Regions from separate parts of the Triticum aestivum genome. Here region 1 is linked to region 2. A link is a contact called in public Hi-C data. All regions are on one chromosome and are shown on one strand. The core of a region is the stretch at or near the end of the contact, and the rest is flanking DNA. Distances in the headings are between cores, read along the strand shown. Region 1 holds the start of LOC123149894 (mitochondrial outer membrane porin-like). Region 2 holds the start of LOC123101919.

What was found. A called contact is a pair of places that touch in the nucleus more often than the background predicts.
Region 1: a Hi-C map of leaf shows a contact between it and region 2, with 4 times the contacts expected there. The contact joins the promoter of LOC123149894 here to the promoter of LOC123101919 in region 2. A contact is called at or near these places in 2 of 5 Hi-C or Micro-C datasets (both in leaf).

What each region holds. Positions count from the first base shown.
Region 1 is chr1B:694,751,009-694,757,387 of IWGSC CS RefSeq v2.1, reverse strand. LOC123149894 (mitochondrial outer membrane porin-like) reads left to right here and starts at 3,448. Exons shown (of 12, transcript XM_044569672.1): 1 at 3,448-3,743; 2 at 3,852-3,982; 3 at 4,085-4,516; 4 at 4,587-4,688; 5 at 5,522-5,623; 6 at 5,719-5,781.
Region 2 is chr1B:694,532,263-694,538,556 of IWGSC CS RefSeq v2.1, reverse strand. It overlaps LOC123101919, which reads left to right and starts at 2,260. Exons shown (of 2, transcript XM_044523164.1): 1 at 2,260-2,707; 2 at 3,027-3,404. The coding sequence starts at 2,427. The coding sequence ends at 3,180.

The DNA of each region.
Region 1 (6,379 bases), core at 2,199-4,698, 220 kb before region 2:
GAAAAATGGTGGCACCTTCTTGTCCTTTTTCTTTTCTCTGGACGGGTTCCATCTATGCATCTGAAGCATCTACCATCGACCATAATCCTGCGGTAATAAGCATGTGCATGCACGACCCGTTCGTGCCACTGATAGTTTTGTGATCACCTTGAACCTAGTACTTCCTTCGTTCTAAATTACTCGTTGCTAAAATAGATGTATATAGAACTAAAATACATCTAGATACATCCATACGTGCGATAAGTAATTCGGAATGGAGGGAGTAATAAGTATGAAAAAGGAAAGCATGTGAAGAATTTCTTGGCTGTGTTTAATAGCAAAGTATTGACAAACTAAAGTAATTTAGCACGTAGGCACAAAATACCACGGTTTTCACATATCAAAGAATATTGAAGCATTGAGAATACAGTGGACCTGTTTGGTAAAAGCTTGTATGCGCCGTTTGAAGCACTTGTAAACACGCTCATTGCTACCTAGCTACATGTTGCAAGCTGCTGAATGGCCGTGCACAAACTAGTACCACCATGCACTAGCAAAACGTCCAATTTGAACGCACCATACAGAAGCTCGATGTTAAACTGGTAAAGAGAGTCTGGTAATCTAGAAGATGACTTCATCAGGGAAAAGCGGAAGCAACGGCAGGAGGGAAAGCAGGAGGATGCCATGAAGGACATTTTCCTCTCCTTTGTCGTTCTTTGATTTGTCCATGGTCACAGACCAAGACGACAGCCAACAGTGAGTTGGGAGATAACACTCGTTCTTTTCGTGTTCTCAGTTTTTTAAAAAGAGGTCGGAGGTTCTTTTTTATTTGCAGAGAAAATACCATGGTTTTGAGAAAACTGCAGTATTAAAGCTATAGTTTTTTGTGGTTGTCAAACAGGTCACAGTAATTAAAACCATGGTATTCCTAAAAACTTTAGTATATATAAAATGCATATAAAATATTGAGCTACCAAACAGGGCCTTAGTGATACAGAGAAAAAGAAATATATACATCTTGCTCTTTCACGGTATAATCAAAACAGAAAAAGCATTGATGACCTGTAGTAGGATCCCTTCAATTAATGGTACCATCTCTCAAAAGCGAGCTTCCAAATTATCCACGAGAGCCTCAGTAGGAGATTGCAAGAAAACCACATATTTGATCTCAAAACACTCTTGCTCAGGAAGTTCATTCATCTGGTCCCATGAAAAAAAAGGTTCATTCATTTGCTGATAATAGTAGGTCATGTAGTTGAGGTACGGGCTCAATGTGATGTCCGTCAGATACTTGGGTAAGGTCACTTGGCGGATATGCATAGTTTTGTAGCCGGATATCCATGCATAGCTGTGTAGCGGATATGCATTGTTGATAATGTTTTAGTTTTTAGCCTTCTCGTGCGTGTACGGTGTTCAAGAAGTTGGAGAAGAAAATCTTCACCATCATACATTGTTGGTTGAAGTTGAATGGGCGACTGAAATGGAACCTACACATAGCCAAGACCACCTTCCAAGCCATCGAGGAAGAAACCAGGGACCCAATGCATCATTTTGATGCAGAGGCCAGGGGATGTCCTCCTTTTCCAAAAAAAAAACCCGACCCAACAAAGAACCGCCAAAGAAGGTTAGAAGAGGGTTCCAGGAAAAGAAGTGGGAGGAGGAGAGGGGGAAGTGAGAAGGTGCGGCAGTCAAGATGATGGAGAGGTTGACGGACATCATGTCGAGGAAGAGGAGGCATAAATCAAGCGCTCCGGCACCAAGGAGGGAAAAAAGGCGGAGAGATTCAAATTATTGATGGAGGCGACAAAGAAGAAGGCCATGCTCGAAGAGAAGAAGGTGAAGCTCGGAGAAAAGAAGGTGCACATCCACAAAAAAAACAAGAAGGTGTAGATCGCAGCCAATGCAAAGTACACCAAGATATTGACATTGAGGGTGTGCTTGGTTTGTGCCCAAGGTTGCCCAACCAAAGCATTGGCTAGCCAAAATTTTGGTTGAGGTTTTGGTTGCCCATGATTTGGCCAACATTGGTAAGAAAAATGAACTAGAGTTGACTAGAGTTTATTGGCATGCCAAAAAATTGGCAACCATCCAAACAAAGACCAATCTTTGGGTCATGACCAAAATTTTGGTAAGGTGCACTTTGACCATAATCCAAACACACCCTGAATTTGAAGGCTTTGGATGCCAACGTAAGAATGATTATGCAAGCCGTCCGCTACAAGATATTGCAACGACAGAAAGAGAGTTGGAGGTGGCAGGTGACGAGAAGGAGGCGGAGGATGCGTATGCGACGATGACGACACCTTGAGTGTGGAGGCTAGGATTGTCGGTCCGACAGGACAGAAAATCTATTTTTTTGCATGGATTACCAGATTGATATATTTTTTTTGTGACCGGGCATATAAGAAGTAAGCATCTTTGTTTTTTTAAGGAAAGTAAGCATCTTTGTTTGGTCACTTAGTAGCTGAAATTAAGTCCCTTGTGGTTGATAGGGTGTTTATTCCGTGGAAACTTCATAGGTCTCAAAACAGTGTTTTTTTAAACATCAATACAGACTCAAAACAGTGCTGCAGATTGCCTAGCAAGGTATAGTCGCTTTGAGCGAGCTACGGCTGTGTGGCTCGTCAGAGGACCCCAATGTATTGAGGATCTCTTGCCAAGAGATTGTAGCCCTACCATAATGAATTAAAACCCTTTTGATCTCGCAAAAAAAAGTAAGCATACTTGCCTTTTGTTTGTTGTGATCGTGCATGTGATCCGGCGTGCAGTATGGACCGGGCTTTATTTGAATTTTAAACTGTTATTTACTGATGAACATATAAACAATAACTTTAGACGTCCGGTTACCGCATCAATGTCTCCCACCCTCAAGAAAAGAAAAGAAAAGAAAAGAGAAATGCCCTTGCTCCCACTCCCACTATGACTATCTTTAGTGAAAATAACACCACTCACGGTGGGGATGCATGCAGCAGCGTCACAACTTTGGGCGGCAGAGGTGGAGCGTCACGCCTTTGCATTGCACCTCACCGCCGGTGGGAAACGTCCGAGGATGGATTCATGGCGGAGAGGAGAATTTTTACCGGACCAGGGAGGGAAATGATGGGTTAATAATGCGCGCGGTTTTACCGGACCAGGAAATTAATTACTCGCGTAATAACAAAAAAGATTTTCTTTTCGGTCGCAGTTAATCACGGGCAATTGCTTTTAATTCCATACTCTAAAAAAGATTTCCTTCTTTTGCCCCCAAAAAAATCGCAACCAGAAACCGCGTGGGCCCCGCGACGTGGACAGCCCATCTGACTGACACGGTCCTTGTGTCGCTGGCTCGTGGGCCGGGGAGTGGGAGTGAGGGCTGCTACTGATTCAGCTTCAGCCCTTTCTCAAAAAAAAAAAAAGATTCAGCTTCAGCCGGGGGGGAGGCTGAGCTGAATTATCGCATCGCAGCTGCCATATATAACTTGGGTTGCCTCGTCTCTTTCCCCTACCTCCCTCCCAGCCTCTCTCCCAAGTCCCAACCCAACCCAACCCTAGCCGCCCCAATCTTCTTCTTCTTCTTCTTCCTCTCCCTCTTCTCTCCATGATTGAAAAACAAAACACAGCCAAGCAACGGATGGATGGATGGATGGATGGAGGCCTCTCCTTGCTTTTGCCTTTCTTCATCACAACAAGGCAAAAGCAGGATTCATGGATGGATGGATGGAGGCCTCTCTTCTCTTCAAGACAGGAAGGCAGAAGCAGGATTGATGGATGGATGTACCAAGAAGGTCAAAGACATCTTTCTCAACTAGATGGTGGTACCTACATGAGTTGTTTGTAATTGCATGAAAGATGAAATCCATCCATTGGTACTCACCCATGGATGGATTTTGCAGATCCGGCCACCTCCTCTTTGGATCTACAGTTTTCGGAGCAAAAGTCGTTGGATCTGCAAGTTTTTTGGTGCGGTGTTCTACTCACCATGCCCGTCAGGATCCGCCAAGGTCTCCTCCTCCTGGTAGCCATGGTATGCTACGTATCATAGATGCGTTACTTGAGATTCGTTTGTGTAATTCTATCTTGTTGCAAATTTCTTGCCCGACTGACGTTTTTTTTTCTTCCCCTGCAGCCGAGACGAACTCAGTTTCCTCTTTCTTTCTTTCTTTCTTTCCAAGAGGAAGAGGAAGGAAACTGGCCATAGCCCAGCACAATTTCACCCGCCGACCAAGGCCCAGTACAATCTCGCCCGCCGACCAAGGCCCAGCACAATCTCGCCCGCCGAAGGCCCAGCACCATTTCGCCCGCGGACCAAGGCCCAGCACCATTTCGCGCGCACTAAGGCCCAGGCGTCCCCCACCGACCAAGGGATGGCCGGGCACGACTACCCAGTTCCACGGCGCCGCCCACCCGACCCGACTCATTTCGCTACTTCCCCTCCCCGACCCCTCCACCATCCCCATCCCCATCCCCATCCAGAACCCTAGCTCCGCCTCCTCCACCGCCGCACCTCCTACCGCTGCCGCCGCGACACCGCCGGCCGGACTCCGATGGCCAGCAGGAGGTAACGTCTCCCGATCTGACCTCCCCCTTCTTCTCCTCGACCCCCCTCACCACCCTCGTCGATTTTTCAGGGGAGGCCATGGAGATGAGGGAGAGCCGGCGGACCAGGGAGGACAGGCAGACCCCCATGGCTACCAGGAGGACACCTTCGCGGATCGTGAGGATTGGGACAGGTGACCATCGCATTTCCCCATCCATCTTATCTTCTGGACACGTCCAGATTCTTCCTATGGGACGGTTTGATCCGCGTTGTGCTGTGTAGCCTCGAGCTGGTGCGGTTTGGTGACGCGTGTGATGCAATTCCCCTGTGTTGTGGTCGATTTCGTGGTTTAATTAGGCCTTCTGAGCAGTGTACTATTGTACGATGTGCTGCCGGCGTCATTTGGCTGACATCTAGGGCTTTGTGTTGTGTGTGAACTGATAACTGTCGGTGTTGGTGGTGAAATTGTCGATATCATGCTATAAGAAGTGACTAGGAACTGTTCCCCATCTAGGAGTTGTATCATTTTAGCGAGAACTATGCCTTGCCCCAACATTGCTGCTGTTATTGTGCTTAAGCTGGTTTGGTGCTCCTATAACTTCCTTAAGGAAATTCGCGATCTAGTATTTTGATCTTCTTTGCATATTGTGTGCTAGAGCGGCACTACCTATTTGTTTGCACCAGGTGCTTGCATTTTGACAAAATCAGATTGGAAAAAAAAGGGAGCACCATTTTGATGTGCATGCTCTAGTGTGTATGCATTTGCCCCATGACACGATGCGTGGCTAACATGATGTTTCCCTTTGACTGGTCTATCATCACAACACGTATGGCGTTGTATTTGTGTGTTCTGAGGAAATATGATGATGGTTGCAGAACAGACAGTATGGTTCTCTTGTGTGGCAGTAGATTTCCTTGATTGGTTAGGTAGTTGGATCACTGTATTTGAACTGCTGATGTTATCTGATTTGTTGCTGCATCATGTGACATGAATTCTGATTCTTCTCTGGACTGTTTTGTTTGAAGGTATCGCGCGGATGAGGATGTTCTGCCAGGAAACGCGCCGTTGAACTCTTTCCTCGCGAGGATCGCACGAGGGTTGGCCGCCAAATCGCGCCAAGGAAGGCAGTAAGTTTCTGCATGTTGCTGTGCTGCTCACCCCCTTTAGATCTTACTCTCAATTGCGTTTTTTGATTTACCCCCCTGCCCCTGCAAATGAGCAGGATTGGACAGAACGTATTGAACTTCTTCAAAGCTGTGGACAAGGACTGCACCAACATCTCAAGGTAAAATTATATTGCCGTGAGCTGTTGCTGTATAATCTAGATCCTGAATGAGTAGCTTATCCGTGGAGAGAATGCCACTGAATACCAAACATAGCTTTTTATTGCTGTATGTTTTATGGTAGACTCATTTGATTTCTGGTCCTGGTATGAAAGCAGGTCTGTATGATTTGTTTCCTTCATTTAATTTTTGTATGAACTGTTAATTCTTTTTTGCTCGTGCTTGCTGTTGTAGTGATTTCCTGACCATATGTTTGGTTGGTTGATGAACACTTGCTAAGATTCACTCTCCTGTCTTTTTAATTCTTTTTTGCTTGTGCTTGCTGTTGTAGTGATATCTCGACTATATGTTCAGTTGGTTGATGAACACTTGCTAAGATTCACTCTCCTGTCTTTTCTTGTTACCTTGCATTTGCTACTGGTTATGTAGTTGAACAGTTGTTACCTAAACTTTGACCAATTGTGATGTGCAATCATGTTTTGGCCTTATGCAAGCTTGGTTAATTTTTTGTGTTCTTGTACATTTATTGGAATTTTATTGTATAGTTGCCAGCTGCTTATCTAATCTAACTTTAGAAGAAAAATGCTCTGTCATCTTTAT
Region 2 (6,294 bases), core at 1,011-3,510:
GCCTTGTTGAAAACGCTTATCAATTCCTTCTGCTCCTTGTTTGGGTTCGACACTCTTACTTATCGAAAGGACTACGATTGATCCCCATACTTATGGGTCGTCAAGGCAACGCAACTAGCCTCTTGTGTAGGGTCATGTGCCCAACCAGATCTTCCTCCATGTCCACGTACACGCCCTCCTCCTCTGCCACCTCTTGGATGAGAACCAACCCCCTTAAACCAAGACGCCCGGCGTTCTTTGAACACAAGCGCTGAAGGAGGGTGTACTCCATTACCACATTTTCTTTGAAAACATGGCGGAGATATCCACACACAGCACACAAGTCCGAAAGACACACATAACATGATAGGGTTGCCACGGAAAGTCCAAGACCCCTTTTCCATCACTCTCTCCCAATCCCAAAGGCAAGAGAACTGCAATGTGTACAAGTTGTCCGCCGAATCTTCACCTCCTTGTCCAGGCCCCCAGGCTACCCTCATGTTCTTAAAGAACCAAAACTGGAAATAGTTTTTTTATATGAACTCGGGCTATGGCCATCCACCATGTTGTCCTTTCCGTGATCGCCTCCTCATCGTTAACCACCATGCCGTCGAGATCCTCTTTCGAGATCCCCTAACTCTTTTGGCATCTCCTCCACCTCCCACGAGTTCATCCTCGAATCACCTTTTTTTTTGAGGGGAGGAATGAAAACGGGTATTTCCTATTCGGCGCTGCAGGCGCCGGTTAAGGGCAATTTTCCTAACCGACGCCTGCAACCGCGTTAGGTGGGCTGGCCCATTTATCTGTTTCACACTGCAGTAGTTTTTCTTCTTCTTCTGTTTTCAAAAGAGTAAAACAAGTGCTCTTGCGGGGTGAGTCGAACCACTGACCTCCTGTGCCGTGACGCAATGACCTAACCACCACGCCTCTCAACCACGTTTGATATTTTCAACTTTGCTATTCTTTTATTACTTCTACTGTTACTTTCCTTTTTTTTCTTTTTCCTGGTTTGATGAACTTTTTCTGCGAAATTGATTAACTTTTCTTTAAAAGTTGATGAATTATTTTTCAAATTTGATAAACCTTTTTCATATTCGTTGAACTTTTTTCAAAATCTGTGAACTTTTATGAAAATCGATGAACTTTATTTCAATATCGATGAACTTTTTTCAATTTTCTTGAACTATTTTGTATTTCGTGAACTTTTTTTATCCGTGAACGTTTTTCAAACTGGTGAACTTTTTTAAATTCATTAACTTTTCTGAAATTAGTGAAATGTTTATAATTTATGAACCTTTTTTAATTCTCGTAAGCTTTTGTCAACTTGCTAACCACCTAGGACAACACACCTCCTTTGCTAAGTTTCTCCCATTTGCCCTTTTTGTTCTTTCTTTCTTTGTCTTTTTTCTCTTTCTTGTTTGCATTTTCTATATTTTTCTTTAATTTTCTCTTTCTTATCCTTTTCTGTTTCTTTCTTTTGTTTTATTTAATGCGTTCTTTTTTCTAAATTCGTGATTTCTTTTCTAAATTGATCAAAAAATCAAATTCGATGAACTCTTTTCAAATTTGGTGAACTTTTTTCAAATTTGAAGAACTCTTTTCAACTTCAATGAACTTTTTAAATTAAGATGAACTTTTTCCAAAATCTATGAACTTTTTTCAAAATCTATTGGTTTTCAAAAAAAATGATGAACTTTTATTGAAAGGTTGGTGAACTTTTTGGAAATTCCATGAACTTTTTTTAAATTTAGTGAACTCCTTTTCAAATTTGATGAACTTTTTTCAATTTCATGAACTTTTTTGAATCCGTCTACTTTTTTGAATACGTGAACTTTTTTTCTAATTCGGGATATTTTTTAAATCTGTGGACATTGAAGTTTTGTTCAGGTTTATGCTTGAAAAGAAATCAAGTTTTCCTAAATAGCACGGCAACTATTGTGTTCATTATATGTACGCGCATCATTTTTGACAAATGGTCGTTGTGCCACAAGTGGTCAGCCGAGCGCGCTCTGATCTGAATGTCTCCGGTTTGATTCCATGCGGCAGCCGGCAGCCAATTGTTTGATATTTTTCTCGCGCTATTACTTTTTGCGCTGCTGTTCCTGGGCCGGCCCACTGGCGTGCCGCAGTGAGCGCCAGTTGGCTCATCTGGCGCCTGAAGCGCTGACTAGGAGGTCCCTGAAAACTGCCGAAGTGGACTGTGTACGTGGGCTGGGCCTTGTGCTGGAGTATATACCTGGGGCGAGCGAGCAAGGGAAAAAGAGCTTTGTGTTCGTGTAGACTAAAAAAAAAGGAAAAGGAAAAAGAGCTCCCCTAATCGATCTCCAGATTGAGATCCCCTTCTTGCTTTCGTGTTGGAGACGGAAACGAAGGCGCCTCCCTCTGATCTGATATATACTGGAGTAGAATCGATCGAGAGGATCATCAGGCATCAAGTGAAGAAGTCGATGGCGGCGGCGATGAGATTCGGCGGTGGCGCTTTGCTCCGGCGAGCGCCCGTGGCGGCGGCAAGGGTGCGGCTCGCCCACACCAAGCCCTGCAGCCCGGAGGAGATGAGGGACGCCGCGGCCCGCGTGGCGGAGATCGACAAGGCCAAAGAGGAGCTGTTCGACAAGGTGCATGGCATGGTTACCACCTACGATGTCCCGCGCAGGATGAGTCGCGAGTACATGCTTCTCATGCAGCGCCTCTCCTCCCAAATCAACCCTAGACCCCAAGACCCAATCTGGTAACTATCTATCTTGTCTCATTTGATTATTATTATTTCGCATATTGTCTCTTGTCATGTACTCCCTCCGTCCCATTCTTGTCTTAGATTCGTCTAAATACGGATGTATCTAGGCGAATCTAAGACAAAGATTTTGGAACGGAGGGAGTACTTGTATTGGACGTTTTTGCAGCCTAATCTTAGTACAATCCAAATAGATAATACTAAGACTAAGCTACAGAAACGTCTTTCGTTAAGCTACTACAAATCCAATTCATCAAAGTTGTACTATATTCCATCTCATCCGTATATATTGTTTTTGTATTGTATTGTTTTGCAGGCGTTTTTGTCGACGCCACGAAAGACGCAATACTTACTACAAGTTTTTGGGGGCATGTACGAATGGCCTTTTGACTGGAGTTGGCATCGGCTTGCTCGTGTTTGTTCCACCAAAAAAGTCTGTCGCGGACTGGTGGAACAAAGTTACTAGTTGAATACACCTTTCCTCTCCTACAGCATACTTACTAGTGTCAAAATTGCTTTTATATTAATGTTTTTATATTATGGGACGGAGGGAGTGGCTTATGTTAGTGCCAACAAGACTAGCTTGTCATGAGGATTGTACTAGTCATCATATATATAGCTTAGCTGCTAGTTCTATCTTTGGATTGGACGGTCTATCCATCTTATATCGGCTTGTAAGCCTATGTTTCTTGTATGGTCTTTGCCCGCTAGCTACATAAGCTCTTTCGAACACATATTGATGCTGGCCGGCATGATCATCATCTTTCCCCCCTGCCGGTCCATCTGGGTCATGGTCGGTGCACGTTTTTCTCGCTCCTGCCATCTACGCTTGCATTTCTGTCCGTGAAGCTCTCTCGGACACAAATGCCTAACACGAGTTCATTCTTCTTTTTTCTTCTTCTTTTTGACAATGCAACACCTTCATCCTGCTCTTGAGTCTTTGTGATATGCCATTCATGAGGTGGTTCCGACCGATGGTCTCTCTCATGGATAGCCTACACTACCAGGTCGGTTTACAAGGTCCAGTATAAAATCTTTCGCAATAGCTATACCAAGTGCTTCGGTAAATTAATATTTTTCTGATTAAATTAATTCAGAAATAAATCTTGATGATATCACTAACAGTATGCTAATCTCATACTAATATGTAAATATGGAGGTGCATACTAGCCATACAACATGCATATCTATGATGAACTTACTAAGTTCTGTAAATTAATAATATTTATGTTCAATTTTCTTTTTTCTTTTTTCCCTTTTCTGGTTCGATGAACTATTTTTTAATCGTAAACTTTTTCTTCAAATCGATGAATTTCTTTTTTGCAAAATTGATAAGCTTTTTAAAAAATCAATTAATTTTTTCCAAATTTAGTAATTTTTTAAAATTCGATGAACTTTTTTTCAAATTCAATGAAGTTTTTTCAAATTGTTTTTTTTTTGCAAATTCGATATTCTTTTCCCAAATCGATTTCTTTTGCAAAATTCAATGATTTTTTTTTCAAATTTGTGAACTTTTTCCAAAATCCATGAACATTTTTGAATTCACAATTTTTTCATTTTTTGTGATTTTTTTAGTTTTTTCACAAGTCAACGGTTGACATGCTAAAATGCGACCGAGTGCTCGACATACATTGGGCAGCCCACAAGCGATGGCGTGTGGGTGCCTGGACGCTTCCCTGACGCTTAACGCCCCGAATAGGAGCTCCGTTATTTTTGCCTCAAAAAAAAGGAGCTCTGTTGTTTTGTTTTTTTAGGGGGAAATCATGCCGCTTTATTTAACCAAAACTCGGAATGTCATCTGAAATTACATCTAAGATAAAATCTGGTGGCGAATTCGCCCAAATCTCAGAACGGTTCTCCCCTACCCCTACTTTTGCTAACTTGTGAGCGGCAACATTCCCGGACCGATGAACCCAAGAAACCCTGGACTCCTCTCTTGACCTAAGCATCGCTTTTATCTCCTCTACCCATGGGCCTGCAGCAGACAAATTCCTTTGCGGTGAGTTGAGCATCTTGACCAGTGCCAAGCAATCAAGCTCGACATGCACCCGCGGAAAGTTTAGGGCATTTGCCACTTGAACGGCTTGCCTGCATGCCAAAACCTCCACCATCTCCGGATCATTGCTGTGAGGAAAAAACTGGCATAGTCCCGCTCGAAACGCCCCTGATGATCGCGAAGAACTGCACCGCCACCTCCTTTCTCTCCATGCCTAGAGATTGTGCCGTCGGAGTTGATCTTAATCCATCCATCAGCCGGGGGTTCCCACTTCTGGATAGATTTTGGCTCCGGTCGTGGCGCCTTTGTCTCATGAGTTGTGTTCCAGTCAGCTACTTGTACCAGCACTGTCGCTATTATTTCATGGGGTGGAGCTATCTTCCTCCCGTCTCTCGTGTCGTTTCTTGCCAGCCAAAGATTGTAAGCAGCCTGGAGCATGAACTCCTTCTCATCCCCGGACGCTCGAGCGAACCAGTCAAGTAACCAGGAAGCAAGGCCGCGCTGAGAATGAAGGTGGCTTGGTGGTGCATCCAGGGACAGCCGCACCTGCTTCCTCAACTTGTCCCAGAACATGATGGAGTGTTGGCAGCCCCAAAACCTATGCATCATCGTCTCTTCCCGGGCGCACACAACACAAAAAACTCCTGGCTTAATCCGACGACGGTGAAGTTCAGCTCCCACCGCAAGACCGTTGTGAATCATGCGCCACATATGAATCTTGACCTTACCCGGCGCATTTGTATCCCATAACGACAGGTATCCTTTGTGCATAGCCGCTGAACTAGAAGGCTCCGGCTGTCCGGATCGTGCCCTGTTTAGAGACATCCGAAAGTGGTACGCTGACCTCACTGTGAAGACACCATCCCGTGTAAAATTCCATGCAAGAAGATCGTCCATCGCCAGGCCACCAATGGCAATCTGTTTCACATCGATAGCGTCAGCAACGATAAACATCTGATCGACCAACTCCTCATTCCAGGATCTACCATCAGGGTTCATCAAGTGAGACACTTTGGTTATACCCTGGATATACACCTGACCGAGAGGTTTTGTGCTCCCATTGCGAGGGATCCATGCATCATGGTGGATGTTGATATTTGTGCCCGACCCTATTCTCCAGATCAACCCCTCCCTTAGCAAATCTCGGCCATGCAATATACTCCGAAAGGTGAAAGACCCAGAAGCCGGGCAGGATGCTGACAATATTGACTCATCCTTAAAATATCGAGCTTTAAGCACTCTGGCACAAAGAGAGTTAGGAACTTGAAGAATTCGCCATGCTTGTTTCGCTAACAACGCTCGGTTGAAAGCCTCCGGGTCACGAAAGCCCATGCCTCCAGCCCTCTTGCTCGCACACATCTTTTGCCCAGCGATCCAATGGACCTTTCTCTCACCATTCATTGCACCCCACCAGAATTTAGACGAGATTGAAGTCAGGTTCCGGCACATCTTCTTTGAGAGGTGAAAACAACTCATGGTATAGGTCGGCGTCGCTTGCAACACAGATTTAACAAGAACTTCCCTTGCTGCTTTGGATAAACCTTGGCCCTTCCATCCGCACACTTTCCCTTTAGCGCACTCCGTGACG